Regions from separate parts of the Ovis aries genome. Here region 1 is linked to region 2. The links are chromatin contacts, called in public Hi-C maps. All regions are on one chromosome and are shown on one strand. The core of a region is the stretch at or near the end of the contact, and the rest is flanking DNA. Distances in the headings are between cores, read along the strand shown. Region 1 overlaps LOC121816661 (a long non-coding RNA gene). Region 2 holds the start of PDGFD (platelet derived growth factor D).

Region 1 (5,333 bases), core at 1,284-3,783, 400 kb after region 2:
CTGACTCTTTGTGACCCCATGGACTATAGCCTTCCAGGTTCCTCTGTCCATGGAATTCTCCAGGCCAGAAGACTGGAGCGGATAGCTGATCCCTTCTCCAGGGGATCTTCCCAACCCAGGGATTGAACTCAGGCCCCGCACACTGCAGGCAGATTCTTAACCAGCTAAGCTACCAGGGAAGCCCATGTTGTGGCTTATGTAATGACAACTAGGTGAAAGGCACTTGCCCTTCCTGAAGGTAGACTGTTGGAACCCAGAGAAATTATGGAATAGACATGGCAGCCTGGGCAGCAAGCTGAGGCAATCTGTGCTTGGAGAAGAGAAGCTGTGGAAGCTATCTTGCTCCCATTGTTCCCCTTTGGTTGCGATAGAAGATGGCAGAAACAGTAGTCATCTCTCAGGGAGCTGGAGTGCAGAGGAAAACCAGCAACAAGCCTAGGGCAGCAGATGTGGTGAATTAACGTCTCCTTCTTGAGCTCCAGTGAGCCAGTCCTTTGCTTCTCTGTCTCCTCTAAGAGGAATGTGAAAAGGCGGAGTTGGGGAGTGGGGAGTGGGGACAAAGTCAAGGAAAGTTTACTTCAGATCTGGGCAGTGCACACAAGTAAATTTTTGAGTTACACCCTGTTTGAGATCCCTTTCAACTGGGGAGTCATCTGAGGTGATCCTGGGCTTTCCTGGTGGCTCAGTGGTAAAGAATCTACCTGCAATGCAGGAGAATCAGGAGTCATGGATTCAATCCTTGAGTTGAGAAGATCCCCTGGAGGAGGAAATGGCAACCCACTCCAGTATTCTTGCCAGGGAAAATTCCATGCTCAGAAGAGCCAGGAGGGCTACAGCCCATGGAGTTTGAAAAGAGTTGGACTGAGCAATTCAACACTGAGGTGGTCCTGGCACTTTCATTAACTTCATCACCTTAAAGAGTTCTTTTAAGGTACAGGTCTACCATGGAGAGACCTAGCTTCTTAATTCTGATTGTCTTCCAGGTAATGGGTATTCAATGTAAAGGCAAGTTCACTCAGTGAAATAAAAACAACACAGGGCAATCAAGAGGCTTTAGTGAGCCTGTCTTGGATTCATTTTCTTTATCTGTAAAAACAAGGTACTTCTTAACATGGAGTGTGCAATAGAATCATCTGAGGAACATAAAAATGAAAACAACAACTATCTGAGCCTCGTAAATACATACCAAGTTACATAAAATGTATGTGCATGTTAAAAAAACTCGATAGGTGTGTCCACCCATTGATTAAGGACCACCAAACCTGATATTTTTGCAGGTTCCCATTCAACTTCAAAATACTATTTGTCTTCACATATTTGTATATATTGCTTGTGAGAGATTAAACTAGCACAATATATATTTAAAGCCTTATGAATTTGCCTGTCTTCTAACTGAACAAGTCCCTTTATATAAATTTATCCCTCAGAAATTAGGTCATGCATACAAACACATATATTCAAAAATAATCATTCTTGATTATAAAATCAAACTGTTGAAACAAAGAAGCAAGTAACAACAAGATCTTAATTATGAGATAAATTATGGTATATCCCTAAAACAAATTAATGTATAGTCATGGGAAATTAAATTTTAAGGGAATAATTAGTGATGTGGAAAATGCTTATGATATGAAATGAAGAAAAGCAAATTTTAAAGTACATGTGAGTATAATCATATGTGATTATTACCATGTGTGAGAAATATGCTGAGGGAAAGGAGCTAGACACAAAGGAGTGCATACTGTGATTCCATTTATACGAAAGTCTGGAAACAGCACGGCTAGTTGATAGTGACATAAAGCAGTGTCTGCCTGCAGCAGGGAGCAGGGATGGAGGTGGACTGCAGTGGGGTGGCTCAAAGCACCTTGTTGAAGTGACTGGGATGCTTTCATCTTGGCTGTGATGGTTACACAAGTGAATGCGTTTGAACGCTGGGAACTGGTACATTTTATTGTATGAAAATACTACTTTATTCAAAACTACAGAATGAAACTTTGCATAGTATTTTCCATAAAATGTTTTTTCTAAGTAGCTAAAATGTTAACTTTTAAAACAAGTAAACTTCCAAAACAAAACCATGAAAAGTTTCTCCCTCTTTACTAAGGTGCCTGCCTGTGCCTTAAAAACAAATTAGAAATATTTAAGTATAGAGATATGATAGTTACTATATTCAGATGCTGGAATCAAAGGGAATTTTTTTTTTCTTTATACTCCTACTTCTTCAAAATTTCTATAATGAACATTTTTATATTAAGAAAGGGATCATTTTAAAATTGATGTTTAAAAGACATTAAGCTGAACACCCGAAACAGGAAGAATGGGTGAACTAAGATTTAGAAAACCTAGTTATTCTTGTCTTAATAAAACGTGACCTTAAAAAACAAACAGCGATAACAATGTGGGTGTGAAGTGGCCCAGTGGGAACGTGCACTTGAGTAGTGAGGGCACCAAACACGTAAACACAGCGTGCAGGCCTGTGTGGCGTCTGCTTCCGTTCCCTGAGCCGGGCAGTGCCTCGGCGGCTGCAGCAGGAACTCGGGCCTATTTTTACTCAGGAACTGAGCTCCTGCTGCCTTCCTGAGCTCAGCTGGTGCCCCACTGCTGGCAGCACGCCTGCTCGCTGGCGTCCCCAGCCCTCTGATCGCTGGCCTGCACATCCCCTCATCACAGGCCCTTAGAGCACCGCAGGTCGTAAAAAGGCAAAGTACAAGCCAAGGATGAAGGAAATGACACAGGGAGTTGCTCTCATACAAATAAGCACAGGGGGAAAAATACGGCTGGGAACCTAAACAAGAATGCAGCAGAGGAAATAAACAAGCAAACAAAGCTCAAGGCTGAGATTGCCCAAAACAAAAGCCCTGCACCGAAGCCATTTCTAGGGGAAAATAGGAGACCAGAGGAAACAGAGACCTTCCTTACTAGCAGTGGTTTGACAAATACCTTATCAACCCATTGATTCTGAAGTCCTGATTAGCTTTCTGGGTCTGTTAGCCCAGACGAACCAGGTGGCTTAGATCCAGACAGATCTCAGCCACTTAATAGGGTAAACTTGGAATACAAATCTAGACCTCCCAGCTATGCTCTTGAGGGCAAGGCACCGTTCTCAATAGAATACAGTGAAAGGTGCCCCTGGAGCGATGCAATAATCACTTGTCAACCCTCATCTGTAAAATGGAATTCATTGTTCTTGCTTCAGATTCTGTGGTATAGCTTAATGACGTGATTATATACTTCAGTTTCCCTGGGGCTCTGGTACAAATGAGATTATAATAATTGTTATATTGCTTCTTTTTTCAGCTTCTGCTTACATTTAGGGCTGCTTACATTTAAATTCTTAGAGATTTTTGTACAGACTTAACCATTTAGAGTTGTATTTACTGATCTCTCTTTTCCTAGAATATAGATATGATTCCGTCAGATAAGACTAGAAATAGCTTCAGATCAGAGACAACCCTTTGGTGTTTTAATTACTGCCCCCTTCAGTTCTGATGGAGAAGGAATGGCAACCCACTCCAGTATTCTTGCCTGGAAAATTCCATGGACAGAGGAGCCTGGCAGGCTCCATGGGCTTGCGAAGAGTCAGACATGACTGAGTGATTAACACTTTCTTCAGTTTTGATTCTTGGTTACCAGATCAAAACGCTTGTGTCGGACTTCATCTTCCCTTAGAATGAGTTCCTGACTAAGAGAATCCTCAGTCCTTCATGTAATTGGACTTCCACTGAGCATTAACCTTGGTTGTAGATGCAAAGTCACAGTGCCTCCCTATGTCAGGCTCTGTGGGAAAGAAACCTGTGGATCTCGTTGTCCACTCGGAAACATGGCTCGTGTGAATGGAAGACCAGAAAAAATGCCCTTCTCTGAGAATTGTCCAAAGTCTCTTCTCATATGTCTGAACTTACTAGGATCCAGAGAGATGGTGAGGATTAAGGGAATAAAAGGAAAGGTCACATTTTGATTTTCTTTTTTAGTACCAGTTAATAGTCATGTAGAGGCTCTAGGATTTATTCCTAGCATATTTCAACTATCCACCCCAGCATTAACCTCCTATTTATTAAACACTGATATTATGAGACAATTAGTTTAGCTTATTATTAAATCATAGCTAATAGACTGGTATTCATTGGAAGGACTGATGCTGAAGTTCCAATACTTTGGCCACCTATGTGAAGAGCTGGCTCATTGGAAAATAACCTGATGCTGGGAAAGACTGAAGGCAAAAGGAGAAGGGTGGTGGCAGAGGATGGGATGGTTAGATAGCATCATTGGCTCAAGGGACATGAATTTGAGCAAACTCCGAGAGATAGTAAAGGGAAGGGAACCATGGCGTGTTGCAGTCCACGAGGTCACAAAGAGTCAGACACAATTTAGTCACTGAACAACAACAATAGCAAACAATAGACTTGAAAGGAGGCATGCATTTGAACCTCTCGGAAGGAACAATCAGTGGAAACCTAACATTTTCTTGATCTGCAAATAACTTCAAGAATAATACCATTTTTCACATAATCACCTAGAGTTCAAACTTCTGAGATATTTTGTTGCATCTAGTCCCTGTGAAGAATGTGCCAGAGAAGTCCCTCCACCCAGGGCCCAGAACCCCCAGAGAGCAGGGCAGGATGACTCACAGTTGTCCCTGGGCCCACCTCAGAGTCTGGCCCAAAGGGAGCGCTCAGTCAGCGTCCGTACTCAACCTTCAGCGCTTCTTTCAGTGAGTGTGTAGGGCAGGCAGGGGAAGAGCACACAGCAAAGGCCTCCACTTTCTTGGAGAAGCCTGGTAAAAGGGAAGTTTGTGATACTTTCAAAAGAGCAAGGAGCTGTAAAATCTTTAAAAGTTAGGAGATGCAGAAATCTGAGCTATTTCTGACTGCTACTTGAGGAAAATAAATAATAATTGTCAAGCAATGCCAAAGAAGGGGAAAATGCCAGAAATGGAAAAAAAAATCAAATTCAATGGCAAGGAGCAGAGAGATTCAAAGAAATGAAACAAATTACTACTGCAATTTAAAAAAAAGTTAGAATTTACAAACATAAATGAGAAGATTGACTCAGTACAAGTTTACCAAAAGTATGTGGAATCCTAGTGGTTGGGATGTCAGTAAGTAACAAGCTGAGGCTGTTTTGTCTTGCTCTTTTAATGTAACATGATATTCAATTATTACAGAATCAGAGGTCCCAGAATAAATGCTTCCATATGGAATGTATAGTTGGAATATATAAATATGTAATTGGAAATAATTATGCATTTGTTGAAGACTCTCATCTTATTTGTGGTTGAACATCTAAGTGGGATGAGAAAAAGCTGGTCACTATAGGAAAACAAAGATACAGAT
Region 2 (5,930 bases), core at 1,706-4,205:
TATTTATCGACATTAGAAATGAAGAATATGTTAATCATGCGTGATGTCCTTTACTATTCTCAGGTAATTATCTGACATTATAAATTAATAATGCCTTGAGACAGCACAGTATTAGTATCTTGGAAAAAACTACTTTGAATATTTTAAATTCAATGTTTCATATAAGATATTTAGATAAGTAAACACTTTTTACACTTGTCATAAAAATATAAGCCACTTGTACATTTTCTCATGTTTCCTATATTCTCATGTCAGGAGCTACAGGTGAAATTTAATGAGTATTTCCAACCACATTTTAAAAGTAGTATCATATGTTTTAATTACCCCCAGCCTATCAATCTCCAATCCTCTTCTCTTATTAATACACATATGTATCTGTTTATGATCTGTCATCCATTAGAATGTACGCTCAAAGAAAGCAGACAGTTTCTCTCTCATGATCACTATTTTATCCCAAGAGTTTTTAGACTAGAGCATGGAAAAATGGAATAGCTAATGCTTAAACAAAACTTGCTGGGTGAATAAATGACTGAATGCCAGCCTAGGTTTTAAGTCCCTCCTTGGTCCCTCTTCCAGGGGTTGTTTATATTTTGAGACCTCTTTTCCCAGTGACTTATTAAATACAAACTTTTTGATTATGCCCCACAGAAATGCCTTTTATATCCCTATATGTTTGTGTATCTATAAAGCAACAGTCATGAAACAACGCAACATTAATATCTGTAATGAACCTTGATAATTAAATTTCTACACTGTTGTATGCCATTCTATTTATTAAAAAAAATAATGCTGTAGCAGAGGCTTTTCAGAGCAGTGAAAATACTCTGTATGATACCATAATGATGAATGTGGTATGAACATTGGCAAATACGCAATATTTAATGGCAAATATTCTATGATGTATCTGCCCAAACCCACAGAATGTGCAACACCAAATGTGAGCCATGATGTAAACTTATGTGTACCATATGTAACCAACCAAGAACACACCAAGTTCATTAATTGTAGCAGATGTGCCTCTCTGGTGGGTAGATCTGCTGGTCTGGGAGGCTATGCTTCTGTGGTGGCACAGGGGAAATCTCTGTCTCATCCTCTCAATTTTGCTGTGAACCTAAAATTCCTCTTTAAAAAAAAGAAATGTCAATTAAAAAAAATAATGCTGGTCTTGAAATTTATTTCACAATGCACAAACCCACAGTTTGGAACACTGTTTAGAAAAAATGCAAAGAGATGAACCCGCATTAATTTCTGAGTATGTAGAAAGAACACATATGTTCTAGTCAGCCTTGGATGGTGTAATCTCGAGTTTAATTTTCCTGAACTTCCTAGGCGTTTTAGTGCTTCTGGCTCTCTCTATACACGAATGTCATATATAGAGATATTTTCATATCCCAAACTTTCAGGAGCTGAAAGGCCAGAAAGAGAATGGAAAATGTCTCTTCTAGATCTCATCCTTGAGCAGCAGAGAAATTAAGCAAATTTGGATTTGGATTCAGTTACAGCAAAGCAAAATACTAAAGTTCTTTCATATAACTATCACCACAACCATGACTACTCTCCTTTTGTGTTTTTGTTTGTTTGTTTGTTTTTTAATAGGAGCATAGTGATTTTTAAAATTTTATTATTGTTATTATTTTTTTTTTACTATGGTGTTGGGGGTGGGGGAGGCGGGAGGGGGGTTCGGGGTGGGGAACATGTGTACACTCGGGGCGGATTCATGTTGATGCGTGGCAAAACCAATACAATATTGTTCGTTTGTTTTTAAAGTAAAGAAACTGAGGTTCAGGAGCTCAAATGACTTAAGGTGACAAACCCAGTGACCAGCGGAGTCTTGATTCGCTGTTCCTTTTCCAAATATAGTCCCCTACCCCTGGGCTATAGATATGATTTACAAGTTCCTGGACTCTAAGGGCTTTTCCTCTGCACCTCTGAGCTTCCACATACTCAGAGTAGGGGGGCCCCAAGGCCTGGATGTCCCCGCTTCTCTGTGTGGACCATGAAGACAATGCCCCCTCAACTTCTTCACCTTGCCAGTCTCAACTGGCCAAACCCCATCCAATTTCTAGATCCTTCTACAGTGCAGGAGGTGGGCGGTGGGACACACACCCTTGACGGTTTACCGTTACACTTCATCGCATGCAACCCTCACACCGAGGACACGCTGAGCCTCACTCTGAAAATTCACCTTGACCTGGATAAGGCCACACCTATTGGAGCTGAAGGGCTTCCTTTGTGGCTCGGTTGGTAAAGAATCCTCCTGCAATGCGGGAGACCTAGGTTTGATCCCTGGGTTGGGAAGATTGCCTGGAGAAGGGAAAGGCTGCCCACTCCAGTATTCTGGCCTGGAGAATTCATGGACTGTATGGTCCATGGGCTCTCAAAGAGTCGGATACGACTGAGTGACTTTCACCGCACTGGGGTTCAAAGTAAAGATCAGAATCAAGTTCCTTGCTATTGAGTTTTTCCTTTTTTTTCCACTTAGCAAAATCTTGACTGAGCAGAATCTGACCTTGGTTATTGTAAACGACAACTTTCGAACTGCAGCGGTTCTCCTCAGATCGCGCCCCACGCCCCACGCTCGCCCCCGTCACTAGGCGGGAGCCACGTCTTGGGGTGGCTGAGCCCGTCCCCTCCGGAGAAGTTTGGGGATTCCGCGGTCTCGCACTTCTCCCAGCCCCCCACTCCCCGGTGCCCCTCGCCCGTCTGGTCTGATGTCTAGGGCTGAGGCCCGAGAGGTGGGGGAGTCGCGTCCCAGGTCGCCCGGCCAGGCCCGGCGGCGGCGCGGGGCTCGGCCCGGGAGCCTGGCGCGCCGCGGGGGGAGCCCGAGTGCGCGCAGCCCGGGGCGCCGCCGCCGGGCGGGGGCCGCTGCTGCTCCGCTCGGCGCCCGGGCGCCTGTGCTGCAGCTGTCGGCCACCGGAGGGGGCGAACAAACGTCAACCTGTTGTTTGTCCCGTCACCATTGATCAACTCTCCGCGCCACGAGGAAGTGCGGCCGCCCCCCGCGCGGAGAGCGCGGCATGCAGGAAGTTTGCGGAGAGCTCGGCGACTAGCGCGGAGGCCAGGGCCAGCGAGTGCGGGCTCGCGTCCCGGGAGCCTGTCCCGGCTTTTTCTTGGAGTGACGCTGTCCCCGGGTCTCTGATCCCAATGCACCGGCTCATCCTTGTCTACACGCTAGTCTGCGCAAACTTTTGCAGCTACCGGGACACCTCTGCCACCCCGCAGAGCGCATCTATCAAAGCTTTGCGTAACGCCAACCTCAGGCGAGATGGTAAGAGACTCAGATTTTATTTTATTTTTTTCAATTAAATACTTACTTTTTTGATTGTCATCACTGTGGTTCCCCCTACCCCCCGCCCCTTCGGTTTCTTTCCTAAGAACCTTGGTGGTGTGTGTGTGGGAGAGGGTGCAGAAAAAGAAGAGGGGTCCGGTGCCTGCCTCCATCCCTGAGAGCCCCTTCCTGGGAATGGGACTGAGGGTGTGGAAAGCGATGTGCGGGAGAGGACCGGAGAGCCCCGGTGACTCATCTCCTGAACCCCAGAGAAGTCATTTCGGTGTCCATCCGTCCACTGATAGCAGGACCTCGGAGCTGGAGAAAGTCGCAGGCTGCGCCTCCCCATGCTCAGGTTCTTAATCTTGTGGACTTGAAACAGATGGGGCATTTATCATAGGTGGCTAGACTCAAGAGTGGCCTTCTCTGGGTGATTTATTTTTATTTTTTAAGTGGGAGGAGAGGGAATGATTAGTTTCAGAGGCAATGGTAGCTGGAGCATAGGGACAGTTTATTTATATATTATTTATCTTGAGGCCCGGTGTGCAGCCTGTTGCCCTGTTCATCCCCAGAGTGACTTCCCCAGTGGAGTTCAAGAGCATGGCTCAGAAACTCAGAATTTGGGAGAAAATGTTTTTTGGAGTTTCATCTGTATTCCAGGGAGACCTGACTCCTGCTATTAGCTTTCTTTCACAGAAGTCTTTCCAACTGTTTGCAAGAAGCAAATCTCCTTCAACAGCCAAGTCTTAAGCAAAGTCCCAGAAAAGCTTGTTTGTTTTCCTTTTATGGAAGACACCTGGGCCAGTGGATGCCAGTGATTTTAATTGAGTTTGTTTGCTATCTGGGCCTCCACCAAGATCTGAAGTTAATGCATTTCTCAGTTCTCAACTACAGTTTATGTTGCCAATAATTTGCAGCTGCTTCCACCACCTACCTGAACTGACCCATAGGGTTTTTGTTTTGTTTTGTTATCCCTTCCTCAGATATATCTTTCCTTCTGCTTACTGAAAGTTCTGACACATCCCCTGAGGAGCTTACCAAGCTATTCTTAAAGGTTTCACTCTTTGAGCTGGCAACATTTGACTGCTGCTAAATTCATATTAGCTTTGTTATTATCAGCTTCTCTCTTGGCTTGTCCTTAGTTTGGATATCACTGAAAAGCTTCTGAGCTTTGAAACAAGCAAAGAAAAACTTTGTTATATTTCCTGATGGCAAGGAGACTGTGGATTTCAGTGTGCTGAAGTCATCTGAAGTGGAGGGAATATAGGGAAACCACAGAGTCATCTCCAGGCAGAAGGTCACCCTGTATTTCAGTTACCTTATTATAGTATTTTATGTAAAATATGCTAGCAGTGCACTTTTGATAAGCCTTCATTTTGAACACGTTTTTTTAATAAAAAATTTTAAATGTTTAGGCTCAAGACTAAATTTTTATAGTTTTGTTTCACTCATTAATGTTTCCCCCAGGGACACTCTTCTACTCATTGAGTTTTTAGATTTGTTAATGTTTGCGCTTTATGTGCCCTTTCAGCTTCATAGAGTAAAATGCCATTTATAATTTGCATGACTTCATAGCCATAGTTTTGTAATCCTTAACTTCCCAAGTATCAGTTACAAGAAGTCAAGGACAGAAAATGAAAAATATGTAACCGTTGCCCATTAACCCAAGATTCTGACTTTTAAAACCAAGTCTCACAGCTCATGTCTCTTTGTTTTTATTGTTGTTGTTGTTAAAACTCTGTACATCTATCTTGTCTATATGAAAAGTGCTAATGCTTTAATTTATTAAAGTTTGAAAACTACTCTGGATTTATTCCATCATATTTGAGCTAGAACTGTTGTGTAGTTACAACAGACACACACATACACACACATTTTGATTAGTTCAGACTGCTCAATACTTTTCTCACTGTCAATCTCATTTATAAAGAAGGCTAGGAAAGGGGGAAAGATAGTTGGGTTAGAAAAATGTTGTGTACAGAGTAAAAATAATTAACACTATAATGGGCTCTTAGATCGGGGAATTTTCAAAAGGCAGCTTAAGTGTTATAGACCCACATTCTCAGAAAATGATAATAATGATAATATTGCCCCAAGGGAATGTAATTGGATTTTAGATGGTGAAAAAAGTTTTATATGTTACAGTGGTTTGTGGCCAAAGGCCAGTGCATATAAACAGATATACAGTATATGTGTAGTATTAACAATTCATAGAGAGTATATGTGGAAACATGTCTAAAAAGACTCATTAATGAAGGGAGGGGCAGTAATGAAGAAAAGGTTGACAGACACTTCGTAGTATTTTGGTGAGAGCAATAATGAAGGGTTTTGATATAGTCTAGATGGGCTGCTGTCTAAGGGGTCGCACAAAGTCGGACACGACTGAAGCAACTTAGCAGCAGACATCATCTGAGAGATTTTATGTGGTAACAGCTGAGCTGACCAGAGAAGTTAATAACTGATTTAATTAAATCCTTATTCTGATCTGAGACATTTTAAACTTGCTCTCTCAAAGTTCCCTAGTGGCTCATTACAGAGGACAGTGTTCTTGATCCAGTTCAAACAGGGTGTAAGTTTGGGGAGGACACACAAAGGATACAATAAGGGGAAAGATGAAGATAAGTGTTTCCAAGTATTAATTTAGGGCCCGGAGAATATTTGA

The links. A called contact is a pair of places that touch in the nucleus more often than the background predicts.
Region 1: a contact with region 2 is called in a Hi-C map of hypothalamus, with 2.8 times the contacts expected there. The contact joins the enhancer-like site here to the promoter of PDGFD in region 2. A contact is called at or near these places in 2 of 16 Hi-C or Micro-C datasets (hypothalamus and tail adipose tissue).

What each region holds. Positions count from the first base shown.
Region 1 is chr15:4,358,583-4,363,915 of ARS-UI_Ramb_v3.0, forward strand. LOC121816661 (a long non-coding RNA gene) reads right to left here. Exons shown (of 6, transcript XR_006056306.2): 4 at 4,629-4,774. Among named protein-coding and RNA genes, the nearest start is that of DDI1, 260 kb to the left of the region's middle. Within about 2 kb of position 2,534, at least 14 of the 54 cell types and tissues checked have an H3K27ac peak or open chromatin away from gene starts, as enhancers often do. A contact at or near this core is called in hypothalamus, where this site is marked.
Region 2 is chr15:3,957,137-3,963,066 of ARS-UI_Ramb_v3.0, forward strand. PDGFD (platelet derived growth factor D) reads left to right here and starts at 2,956. Exons shown (of 8, transcript XM_060399633.1): 1 at 2,956-3,268. The coding sequence starts at 3,145.